2 separate regions of the Gossypium hirsutum genome follow, and region 2 is linked to region 1. Evidence: chromatin contacts called from public Hi-C data. All regions are on one chromosome and are shown on one strand. The core of a region is the stretch at or near the end of the contact, and the rest is flanking DNA. Distances in the headings are between cores, read along the strand shown. Region 1 holds the start of LOC107903978 (putative potassium transporter 12). Region 2 holds the start of LOC107903705 (WAT1-related protein At3g28050).

Region 1 (5,562 bases), core at 1,704-4,203:
TCAAGCAGAGAAAGTAACATCATTTCGCCAATTCAACTACCAAAGAACAAGAGCAAAAATTTGGTTTGCTGTTTGATAGGCAAGTGGAAATTAACTCAGACATGCAAGTAGAAGACTTCAAGTTCCTTACCATGCTTAGGCTACCAAAATATCAAAGCCATAGCTGCAGTTCTCTGACCTTACAGTGAGCAATTGCACAGTAAACACCAAACTTATTTAACTATTGGATATCAATGAAATGTCCTAGGGAACTTTACAATTCGTTTCAACAAAGATGCATAAGCAGAGTAGAACTTAACTACATGTAAACCCAGGCCAGGGAACCTTGTTCACAGAAAAGGTTGTAAAGTCTTTATCTTAAAATTCAACTTAAGCTTCAGATTCAACACATTTCAAGGTTTGAATATCCTCCAATAAAACTTGCAAGAAATTATCTTGTCTATATAATTGCAGAATTTGCAAACCGATTCTCCGTAAGGAATCCATTATGCTCCAATACTCACATTACATGGATGACCCTCCAAATGATGTCTACTAAAGATAATAGAAGCTTGCTCTCTTCATAGCATATTAAAATTTTGAGGTCTGCCCCAACAACTGTCACATGGAACTAATGGACTGTATCAAATCTTTTTCATTTTCTAAGGTAGAATCTATTAAGTTATTCAACCATGAGTTACAAAGCATTTTCTTGAATCACATGAATTAGAAGAAGCTGCCATACTTAAGACATCATGAAATCTAAATAGTTGTGAGACAAATTTTAATGCAACTAACAAAGACAACATTCAGGTTCAAAGCATCAAATACCAGTCACAGAAAAAGCAAAGACAGAAATTGCAATACTTGTTTAAAATTTGATTTTGTTAACTTAAATGGAAGATTGGTACACATCTATCTACCTGATATTGCGGGGGTCAGAATACCATCCCCTATGACCATGGAAGTTCCCATCAAGACCAATAGCAACAGGAGGGTCTTCAAGGATGATCTCCTTTCCAAAGTCTCTTTTATGCTTAAAGCCCTTTCTAACTCTGGAGTAGGCAGTTTGAGCCTAAAACTTGATATCTGTTCATCTGCCGGTTGACGATTTGGCAGCATGTTGACCTTCGCATACCTGCAAATCAGTGAGTACAAAGCAAAGGTTCCCCCTACAATTGCATCAATTTATATGTTAACATGTATATGATCTTCAAAATATCCAGTAAAAAGTATGGAGAATAAGAGGATTACTATGAAAAGCCCTTACCCTCCCCATTATCATTGGCTTTAAGCACTACAAACACGTATTTTACCAAGGGGAGTAGAGCTATTGTATACATCACCAGTGATAAAGCACCCAAGATATCCACTTCTGATTCTATTTTGACTTTGCTGAAGACATCACTGAAAACATACAAAGGGCTTGTGCCCATGTCACCATACACAACCCCGAGTGTTTGAAAGGCCAATGCAAGAGTGCGCCAAGTGGATATGTCCTGATTGATTAAAGTACTACATTTTAGTAAGAGAATATAGTTGAGCTTAATGGAAATAAGTTCATTCGCAAAAATGACAAAACAATTCTTTTAAGTTATTGAAGACACTATAAGGTCCGTAGTTGACTTTCAATGACAGAAATACATGCATTCTCAGTATAAAAAGCTAATCACTAACGAAAGAAAAACAACTTGTATAATTCCCTAGCTATAGTCTGTTGGACCCTAATCATTTTCTCCTCTAGAAAGTAAAGGTTTAGGTACTAATTCCTCTCAACCGTTGATCGAAAGACACTATTTTCTCTATATACCAACAAGAAAAAACTTGCCCAAATTTGTAGTCCATATAAAAGTCATAAATGAGCCAAGTTGAGCCAAATGAATATAACAGAAACTTGAGGACCCTTCAATCACAGCACTTGCTAGAGCAATGAGTCTAATGAATCTCTTCCCACTGCTGAACTCATTTATATATCAGAAGAGTATATATCAGAAGTTGAAAAATAGAGCTGTTCCAAGAATTAACATTGAAGAGTAAAAGAAACAAAAAGCATTATCATATGCAAATATCTTCGAAGTGCAGAATCTTCACGAAATGGAGATAAAACAAATTCAATACCTTAGGGTGGTGACCATGAGTACCAGCAATCTCCATGGCTTCAACATCAAATGAATCAACTCTTTTGGGCTTCTTAACCAGTCTCCTCCTCAAAGATCCATACCCTTCTTTGGCTTCGTTATCATCAAACAATGACAAAGGAGGTGACTCTGAGTCCACCTCACTACCATCCACCCACCTTGACTCGTTCACCCCTCCACCACTGAAAGTTCTACCCCTCAGTCTCACGCGGCTACTCTCTTCAATCCGATCTTCTTCTTCCATATCCCCTCGAATACCCACTTCAAAAAGGGCCTCCTTGTCTGTAAAAAGACTTCCTTTTTTTCTGGAGGATAAGATAAGAAAAGCCTCAGCCAATCAAATCTTTGTGAAGAAAAAAGAAAATACTACCCTTCGTATGTCTAGTGCTTCTTCTTCAGTCTCAGGATTCAGTCTCCTGTTTTCTCCTAAGGTCAATAACTTGATATGGGGGTGTTGTTCTTAACTCCTTCAGTGGGTCCCCTTCTGAACTTATTGCAGAGACCAGAGCAATTATTAGTTAGGATAGGACAGCAAAGGCTACTAAATATAATTTTTAAGAATAAAAGGATATACACGGCTAAGTTCAATGTTTTTTTTTTTTTTTGCCGGGGGATTACTTTTTCGTGGGAGTCTGACACAATGTAATTAAGGGATGCCAAGAATTTCAGACAAAAAAAAAAGGAAGAATGTAACTGTTGAGTAGGATGATTATTACAAGTAATGTTAAGCGTTGCTGTCTTGGCTGGCTTTTGGTGACGATGAAAGGATTAAGGCAATCAACGACTCATTGAGTTATTTGTTTTATATTCTGGGTTTTGTGCTAAAAAAAAGGTCATGTTCAAAATTCGATTTATTTCAATTTTAATTTAATCGCAGTGTTTTGATGATAAACACAAAGAAACGACCTTCCAGTATAACCTATAAAAGGAATGCTATTGGCGGATAATTGCAGCAATGGTGGGACAAAGACAAATTTATGTTTCCTTCCTTACTCCACATGCTACATCTTAAACCTAATGGTTCATTTGAACGAGGGTGGGATACATTTCGATAATATTAAAATAGTGACTGCAGTAAAATTAATTACTTTAAAGATGAAATTAGATATTATAATAATAAAATTAAAATTAATTAATTACAATTGTTATGATGAGGTGAGAATAAAAATAATAAGGATATTAAATGAAAATATGTATTAATATAAATAATAAATTATCCTTTGTCTAAAATTGAAAATTTGTTTGATCAACTTGAAAGTTTTCAAAAGAGTATTTGATGGTCACTAAACTAACTATAAATACGACTAAGGCAAGCGCATCTATCGAACAATAGTATAGTTATGGTGAGTAGGGAATATTGTATCCACGAGGACTAAAAGTACTAGTAATTACCGTTTTTCTATTATTTAGCCGACAAATTGGGGTGATTGTTTTTAATCTAAATTTACTAATCTAATTTAACTAAGAAAGACAATACTCAGGAAAGAATCCACCTAGACTTCACATACTATTCTAAATCTGAATTAAACGATTTATTCACTTGTTCTCTATAACAGTACGTTTTTCAGTGAAATCGAAACAGTGGTTTCGGGATCACAAATCTGAGTCAGGAAGAAATTTTATTTTAATATTAATGCATGGTCTGCATTATGATAGGAAAGACGTATGAAAATTTTGATAAGAAAATTTTACTGATTTCATGTTTAATTGTCAGTAAGGACTAAATTGTATAAAGTGCAAAAGTTGAATTCTATTAGCTAGAGGGATTAAATAGCTATAGAATTCAAAATTTGAGGTCCTTGTAAGGAAAATAGACCATTAAGAGAAGTTAGTAGATATTTATGATGATTCATCCATGGAAATTTAAGAAAAGAAAAGGACTAAATTGGAAAGTGGGAAAAATAAAAGATGATAGTTAATTAAAAGATAAAAGTATCATTTTATATCATCATCTTCCCCAAAATTTTCTATGGAAACCCTAATTAAGAGAGAACTTCAAGCAAGCTTAATTGCGTAAGTAATCATGTCACCTTTTTAGAAATTTTTACATTTCCTAGATCATAATAACTTAATCTATCTATTTTGGGGATCAATTTGCAAAGTTATCAAAGTATTAAAATTTTTCCATGGATAAGTATGCTAAAATTTTGAAATTTATGGTAAAAAATGAAAGGTTGTTGATAGATAAACAACTTTTGTAAATGAAATTTTCATGAAATTGTGATTTAGGGATTTAATTAAAAAGATGTAAAATTCATGGAAAAATTCTGAATTTTGTGAAATACATGGACTGTTATTGTTATATGAAAAATTCAGTTAGTCTTGGAATAAGGATTAAATTGCATGAATTTCATTTTCTGATCCTAGTGATGAAATCGTCATTTATTAAAAGTATAGAGGCAAAATGGTAATTTTGCTTAGGATGTGAATTGGATTGAATTGAATATGAAATGTGTTAAATTGTTGTTAAATTCATTTATATAGATCCAGAAAGATCAAATAAAGAGTTAGATCAATGAAAAGAAAAAGTATCAGATTAGTAGATTTTCATATACGAGCAAGTGACGAGGTAAGTTCATGTAACTAAATTGTGTACATTTATATGTTTGAATTAAATGTTATATATGTGAATTTAATAATTTCCATGTATATGAAATTGATTAAATATTTGAAAATGCTCGATAAATGTTAAGTTCCGTTTGAACAAATGAAAATCGATAGATACAAGTTTCTCGTATTGATTGTAGTCCTGCATATGTTGTGGACACAACACAGCTCGGAAGAGCATCCTGTTATTAGTCATCTTAAGCTTCCCGTTATATTGTTCTTACAAGCTTCCCGTTAATAGCTCTTAGGAGCATCCCGATTGGGTGTGATCCTACATGTGTTGTGGACACACCACAGCTCTTATGAGCTTCCCGATTATGGCTCTTTGTGAGCTTCCTGATAAGGTTCACTTGAAATTCCCAATATTAAGCTATTTGGAGCTTCCTATTAATGGCTCTTCGGAGCTACCCGATATTGGCTCGCATGAGCTTTCTGAATATGGCTCTTATGAGCTTCCCATTATAAAGTCCGGATAAGCTTCCCGTTTCATGGCTCACATGAGCTTCCCGTTGTATGGCTCGAGAGAGTGCTTCCCGTTAAGTGTTCTTATGGACACTCCTGAATATGAATTGACGAATTATAGATTCGTACACTTCATGTATACTACCCGATGTCTATCGATATTTCATAAGGTTTAACGAGCAAAGTTTTGATATAAGTTAAGATAAGGTCTGAATGAAATAATAATTGTACCTTCCTGAAAATATATGAAAATGTTTATACGATGAGCTCATCTCTGTTACTTACTTAAAATGCATTTGAAATATATGACTAACTTGCTTGAGGATGTATATGTGCTAGGTTATTGATTAATTTGATTTGGATGTACTTTGTATGC
Region 2 (5,562 bases), core at 1,511-4,010, 440 kb before region 1:
TAACTTCCTTTTGTAAGTGATGAGGGAGTTTTTCACAAGACAAAGAACATGACAAATGTTAAAAAGAAATATTAGAATCCGATATTGGTCCCATGACTGAAAAGAGTGCTCTAAACAAGACCAAGATGTAAAGCAGCTGCAGTGGCAATAATTATAAACAATACAAACAGCAAAACTACTAAAATAACAATGATAGTGAGTGATGAATGCGTCACCTTCCAAGAAAGAATGTATCCCCTAAGAAGATAACACCAATGACTACTGAAACAACAATTCCCAAAGGCTTGAACATGGAAACAAAAACAGGACCTGTCCGATGCATACACCAGGTAGAAACCCCAAGTTGGAATGCAGAGCCAAACACAGCCTACAATTCCCACATTAAAGCTCTTGATTAACTAGGTGCAAATTAGGATAAGCATGCAGTTGAACTGCAAAATTGTGTAGTAACGAATATTTCGGACCCTGACCACTTACTGAGTATATAACAGCAACCAATCTCACATCAGGTTTAAAGCTCCAAGCACTAAGATCTCCTCCCATGATCAAACAGATTATTCCCGATTGAAGGGTGACAAAGAAGCAATAATAGAAGACAACAAAAAGCTCAGCTGGGAATTTCTTAAGAACTGATGCCTGAAAGTTAAGGAGCACAAATCATTTCCTTTCTCTTAAAAGTAAGAAATCACAATGAAACCTGATTCAACTTTCTACACAGATACAAAGAAGAGGATTGGACCTGTACAATAAGCCAGGCAGAAGCAAACACGCAATCAGCTGCAAGGAGAAATCCTCCAATGACCCAATTAGACTGCTGCCCCAGAAGTAGATGAGGTGAGCTTGAATGTGAGGGTGCCATCAAAAGTGAGGGGCCTTTATAGAAAGTAACAATGAATGCCCCAGCAATTGACACTATGGTTCCCAGTGATTTGGCTTGGCTAGTGCTACTTCTCAAATTCAGTGTTTCCATCCTGAAATCACCAAATTCATCAACTTAAATCTATCTACAACATATATTTTACACATCTACTGTTACATTAGTACAGAACTGCACTTCAATACTTTGTGCACCACAAGTATGAAAAATGCAAGTAGTCAATTAAGTTCATTCACAGCTCAAGCAATGACATATAATTAGAGACAAAAGAACAGAAAAATGATTGGATGGAAACAGGAAGCCCAATGACATCAATTGTAGAAGTATAGTATTCTTCTCAAACATCTTCCAATCTTTTTCAGAAAAAAAAAAAACCCTCCACAACAATCAACCTGGAACTTCCAGATATCTACACCGCGTTATCACATTATCACCCGGATTCAACTTATACAAATAAGAATGCAATATCAAACAATACTTAACGCAAGGTCTACATTGATCATATCAGTTGCTGGCTAAAAGGAATTCATATTAGTCCTTGCCAACAGGATCTCAAAATGAGAACGAAAAGCAGCGAAAACCATCATCAAGAGGAACCTGAGTTGTAAGAAGCCTATAAAGGAGATGAATTGATAACTATTTGTGCAAGGAGATCAAACAAATTTGTCACTTAAATAAGTTCCCAATTTCCCACTTCAGTAAGAGTAAGAGCAGGCAACCTCCTAGGGACTGCAATCTGTTTCCTCTAAGCAACCATATTTCTTAAATACAAAAACAATCCCAAGAGAATTTATGAGGTATAGAAACAAACAAAATGGCTGCAGACATATTACTTCAAACTCAGTTCCAACCATTGACCCTTTTACAAACTGGAATACCAGGATTGCCCGAAAGGGTATGCTCATTTTTTCTGTCAAACCTATGTATAAATATGTGTTGGATACAAGTGGTACTTCAGGGGAAGTAAAGAGTAAATAGATTAAATGGCCTTGCATCCCATCGTCCACATATACTTTATCCTTTAGTTATCAGATTGATCAGAGTATTACACACAACGATAGGAGAAGAGATAATAACCTGAAAGCAACAGCAAGGATGAAGGTGAGACCTGGGATGAGATTAAGCATGGCAGTTGCCAGAGTAGGCGAGCTATAATATATCCCAGCATACCCAGAAATCTGGGCAAAGCAACTGCATACCAAATACCATGTAAAATATGAATGAAAGCCCTCAAATCCATAGTTATGTAACTGAAAACCCACATCATAATTTCCATTAATCTTACATACCCAAGAAGGCCAAGCAAGAAAAACCAACAAAGAATAGAGAAAGTGAGTGGAGGACGGTGTGACCTGCAGGGAAAACGGAAAATCAAAGGAGATAGTGAAATGGGAATTATGGAGAGAGAGAGAGAGAGAGAGAGAGAGAGAGAGAGAACGAACGGTACCTGTGGAAGAGAAAAGAAGCAGGGAGGAGAATGAGAGAGGCAAGAGCATTGGAATAGAAAACAAAGACGAAGTTGGGCATCCCATGGGACATTGCTGCTTTGCCCATTATCATGAGTCCAACTTGAGCAACCTCTGCCATTACCATCCCTACAATAGGCAAACCAATCATCTCCTTCCTCATTCTTCAGACCCAATTTCAGTTCTTGCGATCAACTTCTGTGCCACCTCCTTCCTAGGACTGAATTTTAAGTAGTTGGATTGTGAAGCAAATAAGTGGACACTTTCATTTCAATTTTAGTTATTAATATCAATTTTAAAGTCCTTTTATATTTAAAATACATACGCAGCCATAGCTACCAACAAGGAGTTATAGACGACAAGCAACGAGTCCAAGTCGCGGCTGACATAGCTCCTTTCGTCATTGCCTCCTTACCCAATACCTAGATTCTTGTGTGAGCATAAATAATGATTTAAATATTATACTACAACACAAAAGATGTAGCATGTTGAGTACGTCAAATCATCGTTGAGGCCGTCGATTTTAGTTGTATAAAAAGTTGAAAACAGCTATCTTTTAAGCATTAAAAAATTTCATTAGTTGAAATATTTTTAGTTTTTATTTTTTCGATACGTAGGAACTTTAAGCTTAATTGGTATTTATAGTGGTGATTTCTCGTAAAAAATCACCAATTACATTTCCCACTATCACACAAGCAAAAGTATGAAAGTAGTGGGTTGCAAAACGTGGGGTCATTCCCACGAACCAAAAGACAATTCCAACATTCTCCCATGTATCATAATGCATGAATCATGACAATATTTTCTCTTAAAATTTGAGTAGTATCTTCCATGTATCACAATATATAATGTCTCAACGTTTTAGCCCAATTTCTTAATGAATAAACCCAATATTTATTCCAGGTCTAAACTTTAGTGACATTTTTCAAAATAATAAAATTAATGTGCACACAAAATATGAGAAATATCAAACTTAATAGAGTTTCTTTATAATCGTTCTTCTAACGAAAATTTACAATGTGGGAACAAGTCCCATAGTGACAACATGATCCTTAAATTTGTATGGTGGCATGCCTTTAGTCAAAAGATCACCTAACATTTGCTCAGTGTTAATGTGCTCAATGACCACTTTCTTTTCTTTAACATGTTCCCCTATGGCTAAATACTTAATGTCGATATGTTTACTTCGACTTCCACTTTTTTTTGTTTACAGCCATAAAGACAACAACTGAATTGTCACAATATATCATCAACGACCTAGGAATCAAATCCACAAGTCTAAACCTAGAAACGAAACTCTTTAACCATACTTTATGTGAGGTAGCCTCAAAACATGAAACGAACCCAACCTTCATAGTGGAAGTAGCAACTAAGGTCTGCTTGATACTCCTCTAAGATATAGCTCTGCCAGCAAATATAAATATGTAACCTGATGTTGATTTACGTGAATCAACACAACTGACAAAGTCTGAATCGGAGTAGCCAATCACCTCCAAATTGTCTGATCGTTTGTACGTAAGCATGTAGTCCTTTGTCCCTTTAAGATATCTCAAAACTTTCTTTGCAACTCTTCAGTGGTCAATACCTAGATTACTCTGATATCTTCCCAACATTCCAACTACAAATGCAATATCAAGTCTTGTACAGATTTGAGCATACATCAGGCTTCCAACAATAGAAGCATGTGGAATGTTTTTCATTTGCTTCATCTCAAATTCGTTTTTCAGGCACTTGTTCAAATTGAACTTATCACCCTTCACGATAGGAGCAGCACTCGGTAAATAATCTTTCATCCAAAATATTTCAAAAACTTTTGTTCATATAGGTTTCTTAAGATAAACCTAAGATACCACGATGTCTATCACGATGAATCTTAATGCCAATGACATAAGACGTATTACCCATATCTTTCATACCAAAATTTTTAAAAAGATATTGTTTCACCTCATGTAGCATACCTCTATCATTTGTTGCAAGTAAAATATCGCCCACATATAGAATAAGGAAACATATTTTACTCCTGCTAACCTTCTGGTATATGCATTGATCCACGATATTTTCAACAAAACCAAACGAAGAGGTAACTACATGAAATTTTAAATACCACTGTCGGGAGGCTTGTTTCAATCTATATATGAACTTCTTTACCTTGCATATCAACTGTTCACCATCACTGGAGGAGAATTCTTCAGGTTGTTTTATGTATGCCTCTTCCTTTGGGTCACCATTGAGAAAGACGATTTTCACATCCATTTGTTCCAACTCAAGGTCAAAATGAGCTATTACTACTAACACAATGCGCACTGAATCTTTCTTAGATATAGGACTAAAAGTCTAAGTATAATCGATTCCTTTTCACTGAGTGAATCTTTTCACAACGAGTCCAAATTTATGTCTTTCTATGTTGCCCATTGAGTCTCTTTTTATTTTGAAGACTCTTTTACATCCAATGGTTTTTACCCTTTCAGGCAACGACACAAGATCCCCAACATCATTACTTTTCATGGAATTTGTCTATTCTTTAACAACTTGATCTACTAGAGTGTTTTCAATAGCTTGCAGATTTTCATTGATTGGTTGTTCAACACCTGGTTGAGCTTGAAGGATGTTTTGTATGATAACCAATCTCTCACCTGAAGTGAAAGGTTGTCCTATGAGAATCTTGTCCCGAGATAGATCTCTTCCACTGATTGAGTCATTCTCAAGAAATTTTACATTTCTCAATTCCACAATTTTTGTGTTATGAGATGGATAATAGAATCTGTATCATTTGGACCTTTCGGCATAACCAATGAAATACCAATTAATGGTCTCTAGGTCTAGTTTCTTTTCTTGCAGGTTATAAACTCTTACTTTAGATGGGCATCCCCATACACGTATATGTCGTAAACTCGGTTTCCAACTTTTGAATAACTCAAAAGGTGTCTTTGGGACAACCTTGGTTGAACTCGGTTTAATATATACATAGTCGTTTTAAGAGCTTTAATCTGTAAGGACTTAGGTAGCTTAGAGCTACTAAGCATACTTTGCACCATGTCTACTAAAGTCCAGTTTCTTCTTTCCACAACACCATTCTGATCAAGTGAGCCTAGCATAGTGTATTGGAAACTATATCGTTATCTTGAAGAAATTTCACAAATGGACCAAGTGGTTGTCCATCCTCAGTGTATCTACCATAATGTTCACCACCGCTATCGGTTCTCACAATCTTGACTTGCT

What was found. A called contact is a pair of places that touch in the nucleus more often than the background predicts.
Region 2: a contact with region 1 is called in a Hi-C map of leaf, with 1.9 times the contacts expected there. The contact joins the promoter of LOC107903705 here to the promoter of LOC107903978 in region 1. A contact is called at or near these places in 8 of 34 Hi-C or Micro-C datasets (callus, leaf and petal).

The regions. Positions count from the first base shown.
Region 1 is chrD05:46,861,350-46,866,911 of Gossypium_hirsutum_v2.1, reverse strand. LOC107903978 (putative potassium transporter 12) reads right to left here and starts at 2,953. Exons shown (of 9, transcript XM_016830215.2): 1 at 2,098-2,953; 2 at 1,250-1,478; 3 at 903-1,151. The coding sequence starts at 2,361.
Region 2 is chrD05:47,301,923-47,307,484 of Gossypium_hirsutum_v2.1, reverse strand. It overlaps LOC107903705 (WAT1-related protein At3g28050), which reads right to left and starts at 2,760. Exons shown (of 9, transcript XM_016829849.2): 1 at 2,669-2,760; 2 at 2,325-2,563; 3 at 2,167-2,229; 4 at 1,955-2,068; 5 at 740-971; 6 at 478-636; 7 at 216-367. The coding sequence starts at 2,506.